Regions from separate parts of the Sus scrofa genome. Here region 1 is linked to region 2. A link is a contact called in public promoter capture Hi-C data. All regions are on one chromosome and are shown on one strand. Each heading gives the region's core, a stretch centred on a gene start, on an enhancer-like site or on the middle of the called end of the contact. The rest is flanking DNA. Distances are from core to core; before and after follow the strand shown. Region 1 holds the start of PHF2 (lysine-specific demethylase PHF2). Region 2 holds the start of CARD19 (caspase recruitment domain family member 19).

Region 1 (5,161 bases), core at 1,050-3,549, 360 kb before region 2:
GGGAGACCTGCCCAGGGCTGTGGGGGACGCATGCAGCCTTGTCCAGCCTCTCCCACAAAAGACTCAACCCCTGACACCGCATTCCCGCATCACAGCATCTCCCCTGGGTCATCCAGAGGAGGACTCCAGGAAGTGTCCTGGCCTCAAGGCTCACTTTCACAAGGGACCCTTGATTGGATGCGGAGAAGATGTGCCCCGTGGCACTGCAAAAGCACAACCCCTTTCAGACCCTAGGGCGAACCCACATTGTTGGAAATGAACTTGTGCTGATCAAATGATCTGTGCCTGTACCAGATCAAATCAAAGACCTCACATGAGAAATGAGACCTCAGGAAATAAGACCTTCCCAAAACATCCCCTTGAAGGTATCTCAGGACACAACCTCTCCCTGCCTCTGCCTAAGTCAACCCAGCAAATGACACCAGCCCTCCTCAGGCCAGCCCTCAACCCCTCTCTTCTGCCTGCCCTTCGTTCCTGGGTCTCACCCTACCCCTTCACTCCTCCCACCCCCTCCTTCTCATCTCAAAGTCTAGCTGAGACCTGGCCTTGCCTTTCCAACCCGGTGGAGAGGGAGCTGGAAAGTCAAAGATTCTCCTGCGCCCTCATACTCCCCTAGCCTAGGCACCTAGGGAGCTCGGCACGCCCTGGATGGGAGTGTGGGAGGAGGGAGAGGCCCCACCACTTTCAGGGCACTCGAGGCCAGCTTCTCAGCATCTCTGGAACTGAGGAGCCATGAAGGATCATACGGCAGCTCTCACCCCTGATCCAGCCATGAACTCTGAGAGGATGCCAACTGGTGGGTGTGCAGAGCAGCCCTGTTCTGGGCAGACTTCAGGGCTCACACTGAAGGCTCTGCTGCTCTGTGGGGTCCCCGCAGCCCTGGATATCCACAGGAGAGCAGCCCAGGAGGCCCAGGGGATTTCAGTGGGGATCCCTGTCCCATGGAGTCCCACCTTTGCTCACTGGGGTCCATGTCACAGGCACTGAGCTGGGACTTGGGCCTGGCGCTGACCAACCTGAGCGAGCCCTGTCACATCTGGCTGCCTGGCTCCCCCACTAGCAGAACTAGACACCATGGCCCATATTTAAGGGCCACTGGCTCCTCTGCAGTTAAAAGTGGGGGGAGTTTTTCCTCTCTGGGAGCTGAGGAACCACCTCCCGACACACGCTCCTCTCTCCCTCTCAGCCCTGCTCCTGCTGGTTTCAGACTGGAGCCTAGGAGGGCATACCACCCTGGCCAGCCGCTGGCGGGTCCTGCTGAGGCCCAAACACATGAGAACCTGTTGGAGCAGTTTGGGCACCAGTGTCACCTCCTCTTCCTCCTCCTCCACTTACTTCTGGGCGGGAGGGGGCCTCGGGCTTTTGAAAACTCGGCACAGGGCCAGGTCATGGTCTTAGGCAAAGGCCAAGCTTTACCTCCCCCCACCCCATTTTCCTCCGAGAGCATAAGGTCAGGTCAAAACCAGGGTGGGCCTGTGTCTGGAGCAGAGCGGAGGGGAATGGGGAAACGTGACGGCCAGGGAGGAGGCGGCAAAGCCACGACACCCGCACCCACACACGGACACCATTCTGTCACCCACACTCCCGCCCGGGGGCGCGCAGGCCGGCTGGGTCCAGGGGCCCCGCAGGGACCAGGGGCCGGGCAGGGGTCCCGCTCGGACGAGGTGCCGGAGCTCCGGGCCGCGGCAGAGGGTGGGCGCGCCGGCCGCCACCTGGCCGGGCCCCACGTCAGTTCCAGCCCCGCCAGCGTCCGAGCCCGCCACTCGCGACTCTCCGGGGCCCGCGCGGGGAAAGTTCCTGCAACTTCGCGGGGGAGGCGGCGGGCGCTGGGCCTGGGCCTCCGGAGCCCGGCCTCCGCGGCCCCGCTGTCAGGCAGCCGGGCCGGCCGGGCGCCCCAACTTCCCGGCGCGGCCCCCGCCCGTCGCCCCCCGCGGGCCCGCTTTGTGCGCGGCGGCAGCGAGGGGCGCCCGCCCGGCCCCGGCCCCCGCCCCGGGCACAAAAGGGCGCGCGGCCGGCGGGAGGCGGCGGGCGGGGGCCTGCGGAGCGCTGCCGGGGCCGGGCCGGGGCCGGGGGCCAGGGCCCGAGCCGGGGCCGGGGGCCGGGGCCGGAACCGGGCGGCTGCGCGCTCACCTGCCGTGGAACCAGTCCTTGCAGGCGTCGCACTCGATCATGAAGCGGGTAACGTCGTAGGGGAGCCGGCAGACGCAGTACACGGGCACCGTCGCCATGTTCGCCGCGCCGCCCGCCCGCCCCGCGGCCCGCGCTGCGCTCCCGGGTCGGGCCGGGCGGGCCGGGCCGGGCGGGGGCCGGGGCCGGGGCCGGGGCCGGGGCCGGGGACGGGGCCGGGGGCGCACGACAGCCCGCGCGCACCCGGCCGGCGCGTCCACACAAAGCGGGGCGCGCGGTACAGGGCCGCGCCGGGAGCCGCCCGCCGGCCCGTGGGGCGCAGGGCGCGAGTGTGCGCGGGGGACGGGCCGCGCGCGGGACACAAAAGGGAATGGACGCGCGGGGCGGCGGGCGGGGAGCCGCGGCCCCACCGAAGGGACCCCCGGCCGCCGAGCGGCCTCTACGTCAGCGCCCCGGGTGGCGCCGCCTCCGCCCGCCAGCCTGGGCCGCCGCTGCCGCCGCGGGAAGGCGGGCCGGGGACCGCGGGGAAGGCGGGCCGGGGTACCCCGCCGGGGAGAAAGTGGGCCGGGGGGACCCTGCCAGGGGAGAAAAAGGACCGGGGAGCCTGCCAGGAGAAGGTGGGTCGGGGACCTGCAGGGAAAGAAGGGGGGCTGAGGAGACCCTGCCAGGGGAAAAGGTGGGCTGGGAAACCCCTCCAAAGGAGAAGGTGGGCTGGGAACCCCAGCCAGGGAAGAGGGTGGCTGGAAGACCGTCACCTGGAAGAAGATGGGCGCGGGGGGCGTCGGGTGGGTGGGGGGAGTCCCCGCGGAGAGGCTGGACTGAGGGGACCAGGGGGAAGGGCAGGGCTGGGAGACCCCCTGGGTGTGGGGTGAGACCCCGAGGGCGTCCTTCCTGGTTCAGAAGGCTGAGGAGCAACTACTTGGCTCTAACTTTCTTGTGATACAGCAGTGGGGCAGGGGACAGCCAGGGGGGTTCCTCCTGTGCCCTCATCACCACCTCGCCCTACTGAATTTCTGGCTGGAATACAACTTCTCTTTCCCCTTCATTCCTGGCTGAGGACAGCCCACCCTCCCTCACTCTGGACTTCCCTTGATGCTCAGCCCTCAGAGGAGCACAGAATTTAGGGGACCCGGAGCGTGCTGGCACGAGTCAGCCCTATAAAGAGAAAACAGTTACCTGGAATCTGAGCTGCCCAGGAGCCCTGGTCAGAGCCCTCAAGCCCCGGAGACCTAAGATGCAGGCAGAACAGCAGGTTCCAGGCCTCCTGTCTGTGTCCCCAATTGCTTGAGTTCTGCTGGTGGCAACAAGGATGTAGGAGGAAGGGGGACACCGAAGAGGTGCTCCAGTGTGGATCTGGGCCTTTGCCCTGGAGCGGTCCTTCCACCTCACCTGGGATGGTCAGGATCTTTAGTGTAAGACGGGGAGGGGACCTGGCTCTGAGGGATCTTTTTCCCAAGGCATATTCTATAGCGGGCTCTCCCCAGCCCCACTCCTAGCTGCTGCATCCATGGGGCCTCATTTCAGTATGCCAGAGCAGAGCTGGCTCCTAATTCAGAGGAAGGAATCTGTCTACGCTCTCTCACTCTGTGCTTCTTCTCCACCCTCCCCAGGCAAAATCTGCATGTTGCTGGGAGATGCTGGCCACCACAAGCACAGAATTCCAGACTTGAGGCAGGAAACCTGGGGCAGCTCACCTCACAGAAGCACCTTTAACAGACACTCAGCCGAGGCCTGCAGCTGCTAAGGGCCACTTGCTCCAATTGTAAGTTGAGGTCCTCCCTCCTCCTGAGTCAAAATCTACCCTCACATGGTCAGCCACCTTTCCCCAAAAGACAATCCCTCAGTCACAGCCTTGGTAGTGCCCAGGGCAGGGCCTTAGCTAGGAGGGAGTGACAGTGGGAGAAAGAAACTGGAGAAGGGGTAAGAAAGGGATTATCCCCCCCTCCTCACCCTCTCACACCCTGGTGAGCTGCTCAGGATCTGGAGCACCGTAAAGCCTTCCTACCTGAATTCCAGCTGTCACCCTCCCGTCCTGAGTCCTTCTTCCTGGTTACAGCCTGGATGACCTAGGGTAAGGAGTAACTATTAAGCATTGTCCATCATTATCACCCTCATGTGAATTGGTGCAGATAAACAGTACTCAGCCTGCAGATCAGAGTCTGCAAGGAGACCCAAAGAGCTGGGCCTGGGCAGTGCTGAGTTGCCTTCCCCCACGGTGGTACAGGAAGCACTTAACCTAGAAATATCCACATCCCCCAGTCAGTCATCCATCAGAGCCAGAAACTTCTGGAGACCAACCTGACTATGGTGCAGGGGAAGCTAACTTGCAGGGAGCCCTCATCTCTGACACTTTCCTTTCCTACTTTACAAATAATGATAACAGATACCCAGCATTTATCAAATGCATACCAGGTACAGTGCACGGTGCTTAGTTCTTCACAGACATGGACTAGAACTCACCCAACTGCTTGTAAAGCGCTTAGCATATCCCCTAGGTAGTGATTGTTATGTACTCAGCATTCACACTGACACCTTAGGCATTATCGCTGCCACTTTAGAAATAGGTATATAGACAGGTGTCATGGAGAGGTATAGTATTGGTGCCATTTTCCAGAAGTGAATACCGAGGCTCAAAGCAGTTGAATGCCTCATGGAGGAAGTCAGCTGGCTGGTGAGAGGAAGGAGCAAGCCAGGAACCCAGACTTCTCCAGGGCCTGAGCCTACTCTGCCGCCCCTCAGTCAGCTCCTGAGCACATACATTCGGCATGGGCGCCTCCCACTCCAAGTCATTCACTGCTGACCTCTGATGGGTCCAGCCACCCTACCCGTCCACCTCCACCCCCTGCCTTCCAGGACTCCACTGTCTATAGCTGTGTCAACTTGCTTCTGGAAGTGTCCACTGAGACACTTCTGTTACTCAAAGCTTTTCCAAGGCTGCCTGCCAACTACAGACTAAAATAAGTCTCAATATGGGTCCCAGACTCTTCCTCTCTTTGGTTTCTCACTATGACTTCCCCTTTATCCCCCATCAGAA
Region 2 (5,601 bases), core at 1,770-4,269:
ATCAGCTCTGCAACATAAGCATGATCTCCACCCCCCTTTGCCAAAGGGGAAACCGAGGCCCGGGGGTGGATAAGGTTCCTGTCTGAGATCTCAGCTAAGAAGTGATGATCAAAGCCAGGACACAGGCACAATCCGGGCCAACTCCTAACATCCAGATTTTCTGCCTCTCTAATCAACCTAGTAATTAACTACACAATTAGCTGCATCATGGCATCCCAGGCAAGATATAAAGCTGTCTTGCCCAGCACTGCCAGTGTGTGCACCTGTGCACAGGGCCAACCCATAGTAAGCACTCACTAAAGAGTTTTGGAATGAATGGATTCTTAAGGTTCAAGGGCAAGGCCTGGCAGTGGCTGGCAGCCAGCACCTTGCAGTGATTCCTCCCATCATGCAGGCTGCTAGCCAGGTGGAACCTCCATTGCCTCGAGCTGTGAGTCATTTGGCACAATGGTATAGCCTGGGGGCCAAAGCTCCAGGCTCTGCCGTGCCCTGTGCTTCCTGTGGTGGTTGTGAGCTGTGCACACAAACCACACCCAGGCGGCCACTCAGAGCCATGAGAAAGCACAGGAAAGAAAACCCCTTTGGTCCCAGACTGTTTTTACAGGACAAAGGAAGAGGAATGCTCTGGCACAAAACTCTCCAGACCTTCAGCAGCAACCTTTGCTAAGCCCTACCTCTCCCATCTTCCTGCCCAGCTGGCACCACAACCGTGGACCCCCAACCTGTTAACTCTGGCTGGCACCCGGGGCCCTGTGCTGTGGGAGCTGGGTCCAGTAGCCCTCACTGTGCCTCCCAGGCCCCTGAGCCATCCCCTGCCCAGCAGCCCCCAACCTCACCATACTGTTCAGGATCTCATCTTTGAGAGAAGACTACCTGTCCCTGTGATTCCCACCTGGCTAATTCATGCTCACTGTCCTACTCCTGAGAGGCCTTCCTGAGTTCCCCTGGCCTCTGCCCCACCAAAGTCCAGATTTGGGGGCCTCAGCCTCCTTTCCTGAATTGAATATCCCAGAATCCCCTCCAGTCCCCATGCCGAAACTGGCCACAAGCAAGGAGTTGAGATGGCTCACTCCCCAGCATACCACAAGTCAGTGGCTGCTTCTGCAGCAACAGCAATTGCTGCAGTGACACTTGGCCAGTGCTGGCCCTGTGCAGACACATCAGGTCCCACAAACTCACTCTGCAACCCATCACTGAGGCCCCAGAACAAACTTGGGGCAGGCCCCTGTCGATGCATGGAGGCAGTGAACCAAGAACTTGGGGCCTGCAGCCTTGAAGACCTGCCCATTTAACCCTCTCTGGTCCCAGTTCCCACCCTGAAAATAAATGGCTCTATGGGGAGGGGTCTCTAGAGGGCCAGGACACAGAGATGGCAGGGAGAAGTGGAACTGGTGGGTCCGGCTCTGCCACTGACTGCCCCAGTGATCCTGGGGCTTGGCACCTGCCCCGTCTGAGCCTTGGTTTCCTCAGCCACACAACAGAGATGCTATTCCACATTACCCCATATAGCAGTTCTGAACAGAAAGGCCCAGGTGCACAGGAGGTACAACAGACCCCTGAACAAGGTGAAGGTGGGGGCATAGACCCCTGAGCATGGAATATCCATACATAACTTTACAGTCGGCCCTGTGGATCCAAGATTCTATATCCTTGGATTCAACTAACCTCATATCACGTAGTAGTATAACATATTTATCAAAAAAAAAAAAAAGTCCACATACAAATGGATCCTCACAGTTGAAATTCCAGTTGTTCAAGGGTCAACTGTACTTAGAAACAGCAGCCACAGATAAAAAGGGTTCAGGGAGATGAGAACAGAGTGCATAACTGCTAGGGTCCCTTCTGGCTTCGGCTGGGACACTGATGTCCTGGAAATCACCAGGTTCCTGCCCAAGAAATCCTATTTGTGTGCAGGACTTGGGCTGGGTCTCCAGTGAGTGTTGGGGAGAGAACAGGGACTTCTGGGAACTCCCTGACCCCCTGGGCTACCCCTAGGTGACTTCTGCCTCATGAAGCAGAATAGTGGGGCCCTTGAAATGAAGTATCGCTTCTGGGAGCCACCACATTCCCTGACCACACTGTCATGGGCTCTGTCACCAGCCTGTCATTTTCATGGAGCTTCTCCTACAGGAGAAGGTCTACAGAAAAGGGCCACCCTGTTCAGTTAGGGTCAGGAAGGCAGTGGGCAGGTCCAGAGAGGTCCTGGGTGGGGTAGAGTGGATTGAGGGTAGGGGTGGGGGGTGTAGGTTGCTGGGCTGGAGACCCTGTCCTGGAAAAAGATGCTGGAGGGCCTTAAACAATCCAGTATGGAGCGCAAAGCGTGTGCACAATTCTCCTGGGCCTGTCCCCACTGGGCAAGGGGTGCAGAATGGGAGGTACCAGAGATTCCCCTGACTACCAACCACTGCCCAGGAATGAACCACCTGACGCCATTCTCAGTCTATTATCTCCTGATAGGAGCACATAGTAGAACCCAGAACCTAAAAGAGTATTCCTCGCACACCTTTGACTTTAACCTCCCACTGTCAGGCCACATCCCCAGCCCAGAATCTCCTGACCCACAGACATGCACTGATCCCTGCCTTCCCGACACCACCCAAGACCTGGCCCCCACTCACTAGAACCTTCCACGGCATGCCCTGGCCTCACCCCTCAGAACCATCCCAGGCCCAGCCTCTGTCGCCCAGAACCCTCCAGAGCCTGGCCTGGCCTCGTCCCCCAAGAAACTGGCCCCAGGCTGCACGCCGCTTTGCCGCGGTCCCGCCGTCACGGGCAAGGTCACTCCCGTCGCAGCGAGGGGCCTCCCCTGGGGTGGTATCGGGACACCGGACCCTACGGGCCACCGTGGCCGCGCGCCTGTCCCTGTCAGGCACGACCCCGGACAGCGCTCACCTGTCATGGCGGCGGCACAGCGTGCACCCAGCCGGCCCGTCCCCCTGCCGCCGTCTGTCTGTCTGGTTGTCCGGTCCGCTGCCCGTCAGCCCCGGTGACCGCCGCCCGCCCTGGCCCGCTCTTTCCCGGCGGGCCCCGCCCCCAGCATCATCGCGACTAAGTCCTAACCCTGCCCCTCACTTAGCCCGCCCTCTCCCGTTAGGCCCCGCCCACGGCGTCGGCGCCATCGCCGCCATCGCCGCCAGGGCTCTAAACGCCGCAGCTCCCTCCAGCCTGGTTTCCTAGCGCGTGGGAACAGACGCCGCTAGGAGCCCTTAGCCCCGCCCCGCACTGAGCCCGCCCCTCCCACTAGGCCCCGCCCACGGCGTCGGCGGCGTCGCCTCAAGGGTTCTAAACGCCGTACCTCCCCCGCAGCCCCGCTTCCTAAGGCGTGGTAATGGACGCCGCTAGGGGCCCTCGGCCCCGCCCCTCACCGAGCCAGCCCTTCCGGGCGGCCCTGACTTGGCTCTGTCACCGCTGGCGCTCTAAACCCACCCACACTGAGCCCACCCCCGCTGGCGCCACTACGCCTCTGCCACAGTCCTGCATCCCGCCCCTCTCTGAGCCCAGGAAGCCTTGGGCCTCATTCTTGCCAGGAAGAGATGCCCTCAGCTCCGCCCCTCACAGAGTTCCTCCCGCACCCCGCCTTTTCCCACGTGGTCCCGCCCCCAGTCTAGCCCCGCCCCTTTCGGCGCATGTCCTTTGCCGCTGCATCCTGAGCCCCGGCCCTCGCCGGATCCTCTGGGGCAACCTCGCGGGTCTCCTCCTCACTCCTCCCCGACCCCCCACCTTGGACCCGCTCTTGTTCCACCCTGTCTTGGTCTAGGGTGGGGGTAGCCAAGCTCCGGACCCCGCTAAGCGTTTCTGGACACGGTCTGCCATGCCATTGCCGCCACTCCTGGAATGAGGAAACTGGAGAATGGGTGCATTTGTCGGCTGGAAACCCCAAAATTCTTGGGCCGAGTCGTAGGAGGTCACCACACGGGCACCGTCCCTTCCTCAAACGCTGGGAGTGAACCTGGCCTGGCTTAACTGAGAGCCCAGCCCCGTCCTACCCCAGGCTACCTCAGACCTTGAGACAACGGGGTAGGAGGTCCGGGTAACCTGACTTGGCAGTGCGTTAGTGCAAGTCCAGGCCCTTCCTCTGCAAGCCGCGCACAGGCCACTTAGGGGCCTCCCGGACGGGGCCTGTTGTCCACTGGTGGAATGGCCTGACCCCCACCTCCATTATTTTGCATCTTTCATCCTGGATCATGGCTTTGCGGACAAAAAATGTTACCTATCATCCCAGTAAATAATGAAAGTTACCCGCCGTCAAGTCTTTAGCCACTACGCCACCACCACCACCCGAGGGGAATTTAAGATAGAGGAAAAACAAGTTACCGGCCCTGGATCATTAAGATGCATATCTAAGGAATACTTTTATTGAGGGAGATTCTAGCATCTTCGCAAATGTAGAAAAGCACATTAACTTGAGGTGTAATCTTTTGATGTTCAACTACTTTGGGTGTTTCGTTTTTTTCTTTTTTCAGCAAAAGCTCTTGTATTTCCTGGCTCCCCCTTCACCTCTTTGAAACCGTCAACTGAAAAAATGCACAACCTAAAAGTTGAGAATTATGTTTTATTCAATGGACTTTCTGAGGATTTCAAGGCCTGGAGGGAGCCTCTCAGCTCTGAGAGATTGCTCTGAAGAGGTAGGGGAGGAGCCAAGGTATATGGGAGTTTCACAAAAAAGACCAGGTAGTTGGAACATCAAAAGATTACAGGTAATTAAAAAAAATCAGATATCTCAAGGTTTTGTTGTTGTTGTTGTTGTTTTTTGCTTTTTATGGCTGTACCTGAAGCATATAGAAGTTCCCAGGCTAGGGGTTGAATTGGAGCAGCAACTGCTGGCCTATGCCACAGCCACAGCAATGCCAGATCAGAGCTGTGTCTGTGACATACACCACAGCTCAGGGCAACTCCAAATCCTTAACCCACTGAGTGAGGCCAGGGATCGAACCCGCATCCTCATGGATACTAGTCAGGTTCGTAACCTGCTGAGCCACAATGGGAACTCCCTCAGATATCTCAAGTTAGTAAGTTAATTTAGCACTTTTCTTGGTATTGGAAGTTGCAGAAGTCTGGGCTCATTGAAACTATTCCTTTGATAAGCACTTTAGCTGTCTAGGTCCTGTATCCTTGTCCTTCTCTCCCGAGTCCCCTCAGGGTGCACTGTTGGGAGTAGCTGCAGTGGCTGAGGGCTTGCTATGATTGCAGGGGGGAATAGCCTGTGAGTCTGCACCCTGCACTCCCTTAGGGCTCACCATGGGGGGCGGTGGCAGTGGTTGGTGGCCCTGTGCGGACATGGTGCAAACTGACGATGCTTCTAACCTGTCAGGTATGAACTGGCCCTGACCTGCACCCCACCCTGCCACTTTCACTTCTGACTTCTGCTTCCTTAGAATTTTATAATCCTGGCATGGTCAGAAAGTACGTAGAAATGTTTTGTCTTAGGGCCACACTCTTAGCATATGGAGGTTCCCAGGCTAAGGGTTGAATCGGAGCTGCAGCCGCTGCCCTGGCCTCAGCCACAGCAACTCAGGATCCGAGCCATGTCTGTGATCTACACCACAGCTCAGGCAACACCACTGAGCAAGGCCAGGGATTGAACCTGAGACCTCATGGATA

What was found. Promoter capture Hi-C pulls out the DNA fragments that hold promoters and counts their contacts.
Region 1: a contact with region 2 is called in a promoter capture Hi-C map of liver, with 4 times the contacts expected there. The contact joins the promoter of PHF2 here to the promoter of CARD19 in region 2. A contact is called at or near these places in 1 of 5 promoter capture datasets (liver) and 1 of 2 datasets of contacts at active chromatin or transcription factors (alveolar macrophages).

The regions. Positions count from the first base shown.
Region 1 is chr3:42,985,746-42,990,906 of Sscrofa11.1, reverse strand. It overlaps PHF2 (lysine-specific demethylase PHF2), which reads right to left and starts at 2,299. Exons shown (of 22, transcript XM_021088179.1): 1 at 2,131-2,299. The coding sequence starts at 2,228. It overlaps LOC106509726 (a long non-coding RNA gene), which reads left to right and starts at 2,071. Exons shown (of 4, transcript XR_002342934.1): 1 at 2,071-2,178; 2 at 3,738-3,889.
Region 2 is chr3:42,630,934-42,636,534 of Sscrofa11.1, reverse strand. It overlaps CARD19 (caspase recruitment domain family member 19), which reads right to left and starts at 3,019. Exons shown (of 6, transcript NM_001244277.1): 1 at 2,893-3,019. The coding sequence starts at 2,899.